Linked DNA regions of Mus musculus: region 2 is linked to region 1. A link is a contact called in public HiChIP or PLAC-seq data. All regions are on one chromosome and are shown on one strand. The core of a region is the stretch at or near the end of the contact, and the rest is flanking DNA. Distances in the headings are between cores, read along the strand shown.

Region 1 (4,739 bases), core at 1,748-4,247:
CACATTCCTGAGTTAGAGTTTGGTTCTGTCTATGGCAATGTTGAGGTGATACCGAAACGGATTCTGTTTGGCATCTACTTATAATGCCAGCACTTGAGAGACTGAGGCAGAATCAATCCCAAGTTCAAAGCCAACCTGGGCTCTATGCATGAAGATGGTGGGGACTTTTAAGAGATATTGGAGGTGGCTGGGTTGTCCTTAATAGGATATGTTCTCACAGAGCCCACATCAGTTCCTACCAGAGACAGCTGTTACAAAAAGGGCAAAATTGCCAAGAGTGGTGGTTGGCGCAGGCCTTTAATCCCACTTGGGAGGCAGAGGCAGAGATGGGCAGATCCCAGTGTTCATGGCCAGCCTGATCTACATAATGAGACCCTGTCTAGTTGGGGGGGGGGCATTTTAAAAAATAAATTAGCTTTTAGAAAAAAAAATAACAGGAAAAAGAGGAGTTTGTTTTGTTGTTTGGCTTTCAGCACTGGGGATAAAACCCAGGTTCTGGCACATGCTAGGCAAGTGGTCGACCCTTGAGCTCCCTCTCAACCCCAGGAGGTGGGAATTAAAATGCAGGGAATCTCCCAGCAAATGAAGCAATGAGCTAAATCAAGAGATGTAAATGGAGAAAATAGAACTCATGTGGAAATTCAATTCAAACACAGAGTGAGAGGTCTAGTTCACAAAAAGAAAAAGAAAAAACAAGAAAGAAAAGGCTGAACGTGGTGATACACACCTTTAGGTCTACACAGAAAGTTCCAGGACGCCTGGAACATTCCAGAACATAACAGAGAGACCTTGCCTCAAAAAAGAGAAGAAATTAATGTCTTGCAGCTCTGGGGGCTGGGACACTCCAAAGCACAATGCCGACATCCAGACTCACCCATGGCAGAAGCCAGCACATGCCAAGGCCGAGTGAGCACATGTGACAGCTTGCCTCTTTGAGAGTAGAGCCCTCATGGCCCGTCACTGCCCAAGGGCTCTCCTGCCCTTGGCACTGCTGAGCTGGGGCATAGGAGTTCCCGGGGATTGACCCAAAGCCTAGTAAGTACGGTGCACTTCCCAAAGAGACCTGAGTTCATGAGTTCACATGGCTACAGCGGCTGAGCTGGACCAAGGGCAACCACCCAGGGCGGTCACTCTGAAGAGTCACAGGGCCTTTAGTCACAGACCTGTCAGGTTTCCATCTCTCACAGTGAAATGTTTATTTGGTTATGTAATTAAGTTAATTTTTTAAGTGATAACATTTACAAAGCACTGTTTACTCCAGGCTGTGCCAGTGAAGTCCATTCTTGAAAACTACTTTTTTGTTTGTTTGTTTGTTTGTTTGTTTTAGAAAACAGTGTTTCTCTGTGTAGCCCAAGCTGTCCTGAAACTTGCTCTGTAGACCAGGCTGGCTTCGAGCTCACAGATTTGCCTACCTCTGACTTCCTAGTGCTGGGAGGTTTCTTGAAAACTTTTTAAAATTTTATTTATTTATTTATTTATTTATAAATAATAAATGCTCTCATGCATGTACGTACACCACATGTGCCTGTTGGATCCACTAGAATTGAGGTTACTGATGGTTGTGAGCCAACATGTGGATGCTGGGACTTGAACCCAGGTCCTTTGCAAGAGCAACAAGTGCTCTTAACCACTGAGCCATCTCTCCAGTCCTCTAAAGTATTCTTGTCACACTCACCTTGACTGATATTTTAGATTACTTTACCCTTCTGCTCAAAAGTCAAAGAGGCTCCCCGTGGCCTTGAGAGTAAAACCAACTCAGCCTGGTTCCAGACGTGCCTGGCCCTCCCACCTCCAGGCCTTTCCCTTCTGGAAATGTTCTCTGTGTCCCCTCTCCCTAATGAAACAATGCTCTTGGTTCAAGACCCAGCTGGACCTGCTCAGCCTCGGTGGCTAAGGCCTGACTGCGCCAAAAGCTCATTTAACCCTTAGCTTTCTGTCCTGGAGATGATGCAGGGTATGGGTGCCTTGTTTCAGTTGCAGTTGATGCTCAGGAGAGCCTGTCCTTGGCTTTTATTACCTCAGCTGTTTCTCACAGAAGTTCTGGGAGCAGATGCCATACTTAGCTGTTTTGCTAATCAGGACAAGCTCAGGCAGGTTAAGGGCCCTGCATATAATAAGCAAATGTGTGCCCATAAACACTTTGAAATGTTAGTGCCTGGGTTTGATTTGTTTTAGTTTTTTGAGACAGGGTTTCATGTAGCCCAGGCTGGCCTCAAACTTTCTATGGACTTGAACTCCTCATCCTCTGGCCTCTACCTCCCAAGGGCTTGGACTATAGCCATGAGTGGTCACCGGTGGCAGTACTGGGTTTATTTGTTTGATTGATTTTCTTTTCTGGAACAAGTTCTTGATGGGTACAGGTTGACCTCACCTCCCTCCAATTCTCCTGCCTCAGTCTCCCAAGTGCTAAATTACGGGTATATGGACCACACCTGTATCAGTCCCTTCTTTATAAAGTGTAGGCACAATGAAAGCCCATAGCAAGCAATTTCAGGATTAATCCAGGGAGGGCTGGAAGTCATTCTGTGCAGCAATTCCTACTGAGATGAGCTCAAAGAAATTAGGTGGCTTCAAGGTGACACAAAGCTTCAAGTTGGCTTTGGCATCCACCTCCTTCCATTTCCACTTCCCAGCCTGGAACCCTCCAGGCTGCTGGGTTCCATTTTTAGTGGGTACAGATACTGTGGTCAGTGAGAGTTTCTAAGTGTATACAGCAAATTGGCTAATGGGGGAACCTGAGGAAGCCCCACTGTGCTGGTCGGAACCAGCACAGGCATAGCCCATTAAAGGCTAATGATGAAGGGTGGCCACTCTGTAAGTGAACCAGAGGCACGGGATAGACATCCAGGTACCCAGCAGCCATCTACCGTGGTGGTGGGTTCGGGTGTATTCACCCTGCAGTAGCAGGGCGGAGTGAAGGTGGGGGCTCGGTGAGAAGCTTAGCAACTCCATCCAGATGCGAATTGTCTCTCCCACACTTCCCGGCAGCAGGGGCCTCCATTAGAGCCTTCGAGGGGTCAGAATCCACACCTCTGCAAATGGGCCCGCTTTCCCAGGGCCCCCCTGCCCAGACCTTCCCTGGGCTCTGTGGGTTTTGACACCTCTCTGCAACCTGGCAGGGGACCACCTCACACCTTTAGTCCAGATAAAAGCTAGGACCTGGAGGTGACCGGTCCAGCTTCCCAGAGTCACACCAGCCATGGCCCAGTCGCCTCCTCCTCAGAGCCTCCAGGGTCTCGACCACTGGGTCTTCTCCCAGGGCTGGGGCTGGGCTCAGCAATCGGACTCCACGTCTCCGGCCTCGTCCTCAGATTCGTCCGGTTCCTGCCCTTGCTACGCCACCCGTCGGCCCTCGCAGCCCGCCGGCCCGGCCCGTAGCACGCGCACTACCCAGGCGACGGCGCCCCGACGAACGCGCCCAGCGCCCGCAGGCGGACAGCGGCAGAGCGCCAGCGAGCGCGAGAAGCTGCGCATGCGCACACTCGCCCGCGCGCTGCAAGAACTGCGCCGCTTCCTGCCGCCGTCGGTGGCACCTGCAGGCCAGAGCCTGACCAAGATCGAGACGCTGCGCCTGGCCATCCGCTACATCGGCCACCTGTCAGCCCTGCTGGGCCTCAGCGAGGACAGTCTGCGGCGCAGGCGCCGACGGAGTGCGGACGCGGCGTTCTCTCACCGATGCCCTCAATGCCCCGACGGTGGCAGCCCCTCACAGGCTCAGATGCTTGGTCCTAGCCTGGGATCAGCCATGAGTAGTGGGGTGTCCTGGGGGTGCCCGCCTGCTTGTCCTGGACCTCTGATCTCACCTGAAAACCTTGGGAACAGGATCTCCAACGTGGATCCCTGGGTGACACCTCCTTATTGTCCCCAAATACAGTCACCCTTACACCAGTCCCTAGAAAGAGCCGCTGACTCCTCTCCCTGGGCACCACCTCAAGCATGTCCTGGCATGCAGATGTCCCCAGAGCCTAGGAACAAGACTGGACACTGGACACAATCCACTGAACCTGCAGAGCTGACTAAAGTGTATCAGGTAGGTCCTAGGACCCCTGCCATTTTCATGGCTTCATTTGGAACTAAAGTGGACGGTCTCTCGTTTGTACAGGGTCTCCTACTCATCAGGTCCCAGGTTATCCAATGAAGGGATAGATGGAAATAGCCTTATTTACACCTGTAGGAGAAGAGATGAGGCCCCGGGAAGTTATAGCCACTGCCATAATTGCCACCTTTGCTGTGCAACAGTCACCACAGCTTGGTGAAGAGAGGATGGCCCTCGGATTTACACAGAGGCCAGGGTGGAAGGCGAGGGCCTTCACTAGCTGGAAATTCTAAGTTCAGTACATGAGTGAGGCCCAGGGGTATTGGCAGCACCTCCTAAATAGATCCTTCTGGAAGTGGTGACCTGAGTGTTTTCTTTGAGATGCGTTCATCCATAAATGACTTGTGGCCCATAAAAGATTATAGTGATGACTGGGTTTTACCAAGCACTCTCTGGTTGCTTTGTACTTTCCCTGTATCCGATTATACAGCTCTATGATGCGTTATGATGCTAATACAGCACCCCATTTTACAGGTGGGAAAACTGACATGAAGAAACTTCTCATAGCAGAGCTAGGATTTGAAGGTTGGCAGTGGGTCCCCAGAACCAGGATTCTTGATTTCTATGGTCCACTGTATGAGTTCCCCTGAGGCTATGCAGGCAGCACCAGCTACACTGGGGAACCAGCTACACTGGGGAAAGA
Region 2 (4,938 bases), core at 2,288-4,787, 59 kb after region 1:
TGGAGCTGGACATATGCTTGGGTCTGCTGGAGTGATGTGTCGACTGCTGGGTGCGGATGCCAGGAACTGAACTCAGGCCCTCAGCAAGAGCAGCATCCATTCACTCTTAACTACTGAGCCATTTCTGCAGCCTCTATCTTTGCTTATTTACAGAGGCTGCTAGGATTGGACCTAGGTCCTCATGCAGGCTAATCACCTGCTCTGTCCTATTCCCTAGCCCACTTTTACTCTTATTACTTTAAAGATATTCTCTTTTGTATCCCAGGTGGACTTTGAACTCCTTATGTAGCTAAGGATGACCTTGAACTTCTGACTCACCCGTGTCTTTCTTCTGCGTACTGGCCGTACAGATATGTGTCACCACACCCTGGGTTATGTGGTACTCCAAGGGAACCCAGGGTGTTTGCATGCTAGGCGAGTGCTCTCCCAAGCTCTTCCCCACCTTTGCTTTTAGGAAACTCTAGTTAGTTTGCTTGTTTCTTTGAAGACTTACTTTCTTTTTTTATTTTTTTAAAAGAATTTATTTTTTGTATATGAGTACACTGTAGCTGTCTTCAGACACACCAGATCTCATTACAGATGGTTGTGAGCTACCATGTGGTTGCTGGGAATTGAACTCAGGCCCTCTGGAAGAGCAGTCCGTGCTCTCAACCGCTGAGCCATCTCTCCAGGCTGACTTACTTTATTTTTCATTATGTATGTGTATGTGTTTTGGTACAGGTGAGGTCAGAAGAGGTGCTGCATTCCTGGAGCTGGAGTTTTATGGGTGACTGCAAACTCTCCAGCCCTTGTTTTCAATAAACTTTAAGTATAAGCATCTCTAGTTTAATTTTTCACAATGGCTGTGCTGAACCCATGAACCCATGAAATGGTGGAATTTTAACAAGCCACTGTCCCAAGCACATTCAAGCTGGGCCCCAGCACCTCACTATACCTTGTTGGGTCTCCCTTCCCAAGGCCGTTGTTACTATGGTAACTCTAGGACCAGACCTCTGCACATCAACAGCACCCCCTCCCCCCACTTTCCACCCCATTAAACTCTTTTGGAATGCTAGGCATATGTAGAAGCTGCCTCTGGCATAATGCCCTGTAACCTGGAGACCCCTGGTCTGCCAGTCAAATACCATTACAAAGCTGAGGTGGTAGCACATGTCTGTAATTCCAGTGTGAGGCAGGGGCATTGTGAGTTCTAAACCAGCCTGGGCTAACAGTTAAACAATGACAAAAGGGGTTTTCATACCAGGTTAATAAGCACAAGCTTTGGATTCAAGCACACACTGGTATCTTGTGTTGCTATCTGCCATATAATAGCCATGTTACCCTTAGTGACTTAATCTCCAAGTCAGTCATTTGCTGGAGCTGTATAAAGGGAATATGAATTCTAGCCAGGTGAGGGCACATACCTGTAACCCCAGGAACTTAAGAGACTTGAGGATCAGGAGTGTCAGGTTCTCCTCAGCCTGGGCTACATGGGTCAGCCTGAGCTACATGAGACCAAGTCTCAAACAAAACAAAACCAAGGGCCGGGGCCTGACTCAGCATGTAAGCAGGAATGCTTGCTACACAAGCATGAAGAAGTGTGTTCAAATCCCGAGGCCCATGTAAATTTTAGGTGTCTTTGTGTACCACAGCAGAATCCCAGGGCTTGCTGGCTGCCAGCCTGGCTCCAGTGTCCGTGAAAGCCTGCCAGGGGAATAAGGCAGAGGGTGAGAGAGCAGGGCGTGCCACCCTCCTTTGACTTCTGTATGTGCATAGGTGTGTACACCCAGGCACACATACACAGACATCACACATAACACACACACACACACACACACTAAAACAAAACAAAAAACAAAAATACCAAAAATCAAAAAATCCAAAGGGTGGTGGTGGCACACACCTGTAAACCCAGCATTTGAGAGGCAGAGTTCAAGGCCAGCCTGATCTACAGAGTGAGTTCCAGGACAGCCAGGGCTACACAGAGAAACCCTGTCTTGGAAAAAAGTGAACAAAGAAACAAACCATAACCAACAACAACAGAGAGAAAGGGAGTGGGGGTTGGGGAGGTAGAATTCTGAAGAGTCTGGTTAGAGTTCTTACTTAGCCCTGAGTCTCATCCTGGACCCAAATCAAACCAAACCAGTTCTTTCAACTAGTCTTTGGCCTGAACTCACATTGGACATTTGCAGTTCTGGCATTATGTAGTCGTGAATTACAGTCATGTTACAATAGGAAACACATTGAACGGGCCCAACGGGCCCTCCCTTTGCACTTGCTCCTGCCAAGCCGGCAGACAGTGCTCTCTCATCTCTAGGGACTAGTCAGCACGCTCTACTAATGAGATCACACCACTCGGAACCAACCCTATGTGTCGGGCTGCCTCGCTCCTGAGTTAGTTTAGATTTGACTCAAACACACAGAACCCCTGGCGCAGTGTGTGATGCCGCCCTCGAGACCCCTGCATCCGCTAGGGGAGGCTTGTCGGGCCCCAGCTGTGGGGATCCACCAGAGGAGACTGCTTGGATTCAAGGTTTTGAGCCAATAGAAAGTCTTTATTAGCTAGCTGGGTGTTGGGGAGCCAGTGTAGCTCCAAGCCCCTATCAGGGCAGCCATTTGAGCACAAAAGCCATGTTCTGGGTTGACTAACAGTTAGAAGTGGAACTACAGAAGCTAAGGGGCAAGGTGAGTCCATTCAGAGACTTCCCAGAACGACAGGATTTGACGGAGTGGGTCTTTGTTCTCGTTTTTTTTGGCAGGCGGTGCTGTCTGCGTGTTGTTTTACGGCCTGAGTGGTACTTCCAGCCCTGAGGTGGTTATGCTAAGGTCTTAGGGCCTCCTAAGGTCTGGCACCCTGTTTCTCAGTAACCAACAGCCTTACAACGTGGTGGTTCCTTTCTTGTTCACATTCCATGCTGTCATAAGCTGGCTGCAGTTTTGTGCCAAGTCACCTGCATTCCAGGACCCAGGTTGAAGGAACAACCCTTATCTGGGGAATGGCTCCCTGCCAGACAGAGGTAGAATGATCCCCATTGCACAGTGCTATGACCCCGCAGGTGTCTTCTGTGAGCTGGCACACCTCTAGTATGTACACCAGTCACTAATGAAAGCAGTCACTCGCAAGAAGTAGTCTAGCCTGGTGTCAAAACGTTGGCTATCCCATTCTCCCCTGGAGTAGAATTCTGACCAGCTTGTTTCAGCTGCCTGCCCCATCCCCACGATTAGTTCTTAGCCTTCCTTCCCTGGGTTGAGACGATGACACACTGTCTGCTTCACACCATTCTGGGCTGCCTCTTCCCTGACAGGGCCTGGGTCAGTTGGACTACCTAAGACCATCTTTGGCCAAGGCCTACTCTGTACACCCATTCCAAGGCAATCTCCTCCCTCACACTTCCCAAAGCCCTGGAGTTCTGTAGCTGGAAATGCAAGCAGACCTGGAAGCCATTGGAGATGGATCCCTTCCCTCCCGTTTCCCTGGTAACATTAGGAAGGAAGTCTCTTAGGATTTAAATTACCACTGGGTGGGGCATCTGGGCTTTGTAGAGTCAAGAACTCAACAAAGGAGAACTACTACTTCCTGATTCTTTCTTCTAACAAAGAAAGGAGTTTTACCTCCAGCCCTGGGTAGGGACCTCATATCCCTCCCTGGGGATGGTGGCTGGCAGGACTTCCTTTCTGTATCCTTTCCACGGAGTCCTAACACAGAAAAGAGCAAGTTCTCTTCCATCCCACACCCTCTCTCTCTTACATACTGGCCAGGAACTGGACCATGCTTTCTCTGCCACTCTGGGCTCTTTTTACCTTTTCACAAAGCCCCACCCCCACACTTTTCCCACCCACGTGATTGTTTGCACATCGCCGTTGCAAACCCCCCTCCCCCTTCACTCTTCTTTTCCTTCGGCTTCCTCCTCCAGGCAGCTCTATAATTTTCTTCCAAACTCCAATAAAATTGTCCTCAAGCTTCCTTGCTGGTCTGTATTTAAATTCTTTTATCACAAGACTAAGAAACCAAGAAGGAAAATTTAGTTTCCCTGGTAACTAGGGACTCCCATTCTATGGCCACAGAGTCTTCTAACCTGAGCTTGTGTGAGCAGGCTGTGTAAGCAGCAGTCTGCCATAGGCCAGGTTCTTCCTGGGCACTGCTTTCCCTGTGCCCTTGCCAGGCTTCCAGAACTCCCAGCCGCAACCCCCCCCCCCCCCACAACTCTCACAGCCTCGGCTTTCTCTCTTCGCAACCTTGGGGTGGACACTCGGTCCTGCTTGGGTACTGTCTGCCTGTGAGCAGGCCCCTGTTACTTGCAGGTCACCAAGGTCTTGCCTGCTCTTCCCTTGACCTCGATCTACACCATGACACTTTCCAAGTCCTGCCAATTCGAGCTCTACAGTGTGCTACAAGTCTGCTCCATGTCTGTCCCCACTGTCCCACTCGGATCTAGCCTGGGTCACCACAAATGCTCTCCCAGTTGGGCTCTGAGGCATCTTTTCTTTCCCTCTTCATCCACACTCTGCTCAAAAGTCAAGAATAAAAATAAAAACAAGCCGGGCGGTGGTGGTGCACACCTTTAATCCCAACACTTGGGAGGCAGAGGCAGGTGGATTTCTGAGTTCGAGACCAGCCTGGTCTACAGAGTGAGTTCCAGCACAGCCAGGGCTACACAGAGAAACCCTGTCTCAAACAAACAAATAAAAACAAAATAAAACCAGAATTAAACGTTGTGGTGCATGACTATAATCCCAGCATTTGGGAGGCAGGGGTTTGAGGCCAGCAGGGGTGGGGGTGGGGGTGGGTGGGGTGGGGGGTTGCCGGGTGAGAGCTCAAGGCCCTGTGAGACTTAGCCAGACTCAGCTTTCCTTTCCCTCCAAGCCTCCCTTGCTGCCTCAGGCCTGCTCTCCATCTTTGGGGATCTTAGTCTGTGCTAAGTGTCTGCAAAGTGGGGAACTGGAAGCTTTACCTCCAAA

Evidence for each region. HiChIP or PLAC-seq counts read pairs in DNA pulled down with a chosen protein or histone mark.
Region 2: an H3K27ac HiChIP or PLAC-seq map of embryonic stem cells shows a contact between it and region 1, with 4 times the contacts expected there. The contact joins the enhancer-like site here to the promoter of Mesp2 in region 1. A contact is called at or near these places in 2 of 39 promoter capture datasets (the C10 cell line and second pharyngeal arch cranial neural crest), 1 of 15 datasets of contacts at CTCF or cohesin (the NIH/3T3 cell line), 7 of 484 Hi-C or Micro-C datasets (bone marrow-derived macrophages, embryonic fibroblasts, embryonic stem cells and 4 more), 4 of 115 datasets of contacts at active chromatin or transcription factors (bone marrow-derived macrophages and embryonic stem cells) and 4 of 9 other capture datasets (adipose tissue, embryonic stem cells, liver and 1 more).

The regions. Positions count from the first base shown.
Region 1 is chr7:79,807,730-79,812,468 of GRCm38.p6, forward strand. It overlaps Mesp2 (mesoderm posterior 2), which reads left to right and starts at 2,998. Exons shown (of 2, transcript NM_008589.2): 1 at 2,998-4,030. The coding sequence starts at 3,200.
Region 2 is chr7:79,865,769-79,870,706 of GRCm38.p6, forward strand. No RefSeq gene overlaps it. Among named protein-coding and RNA genes, the nearest start is that of Anpep, 20 kb to the left of the region's middle. Within about 2 kb of position 3,538, at least 44 of the 459 cell types and tissues checked have an H3K27ac peak or open chromatin away from gene starts, as enhancers often do. A contact at or near this core is called in adipose tissue, bone marrow-derived macrophages, embryonic stem cells and 1 more, where this site is marked.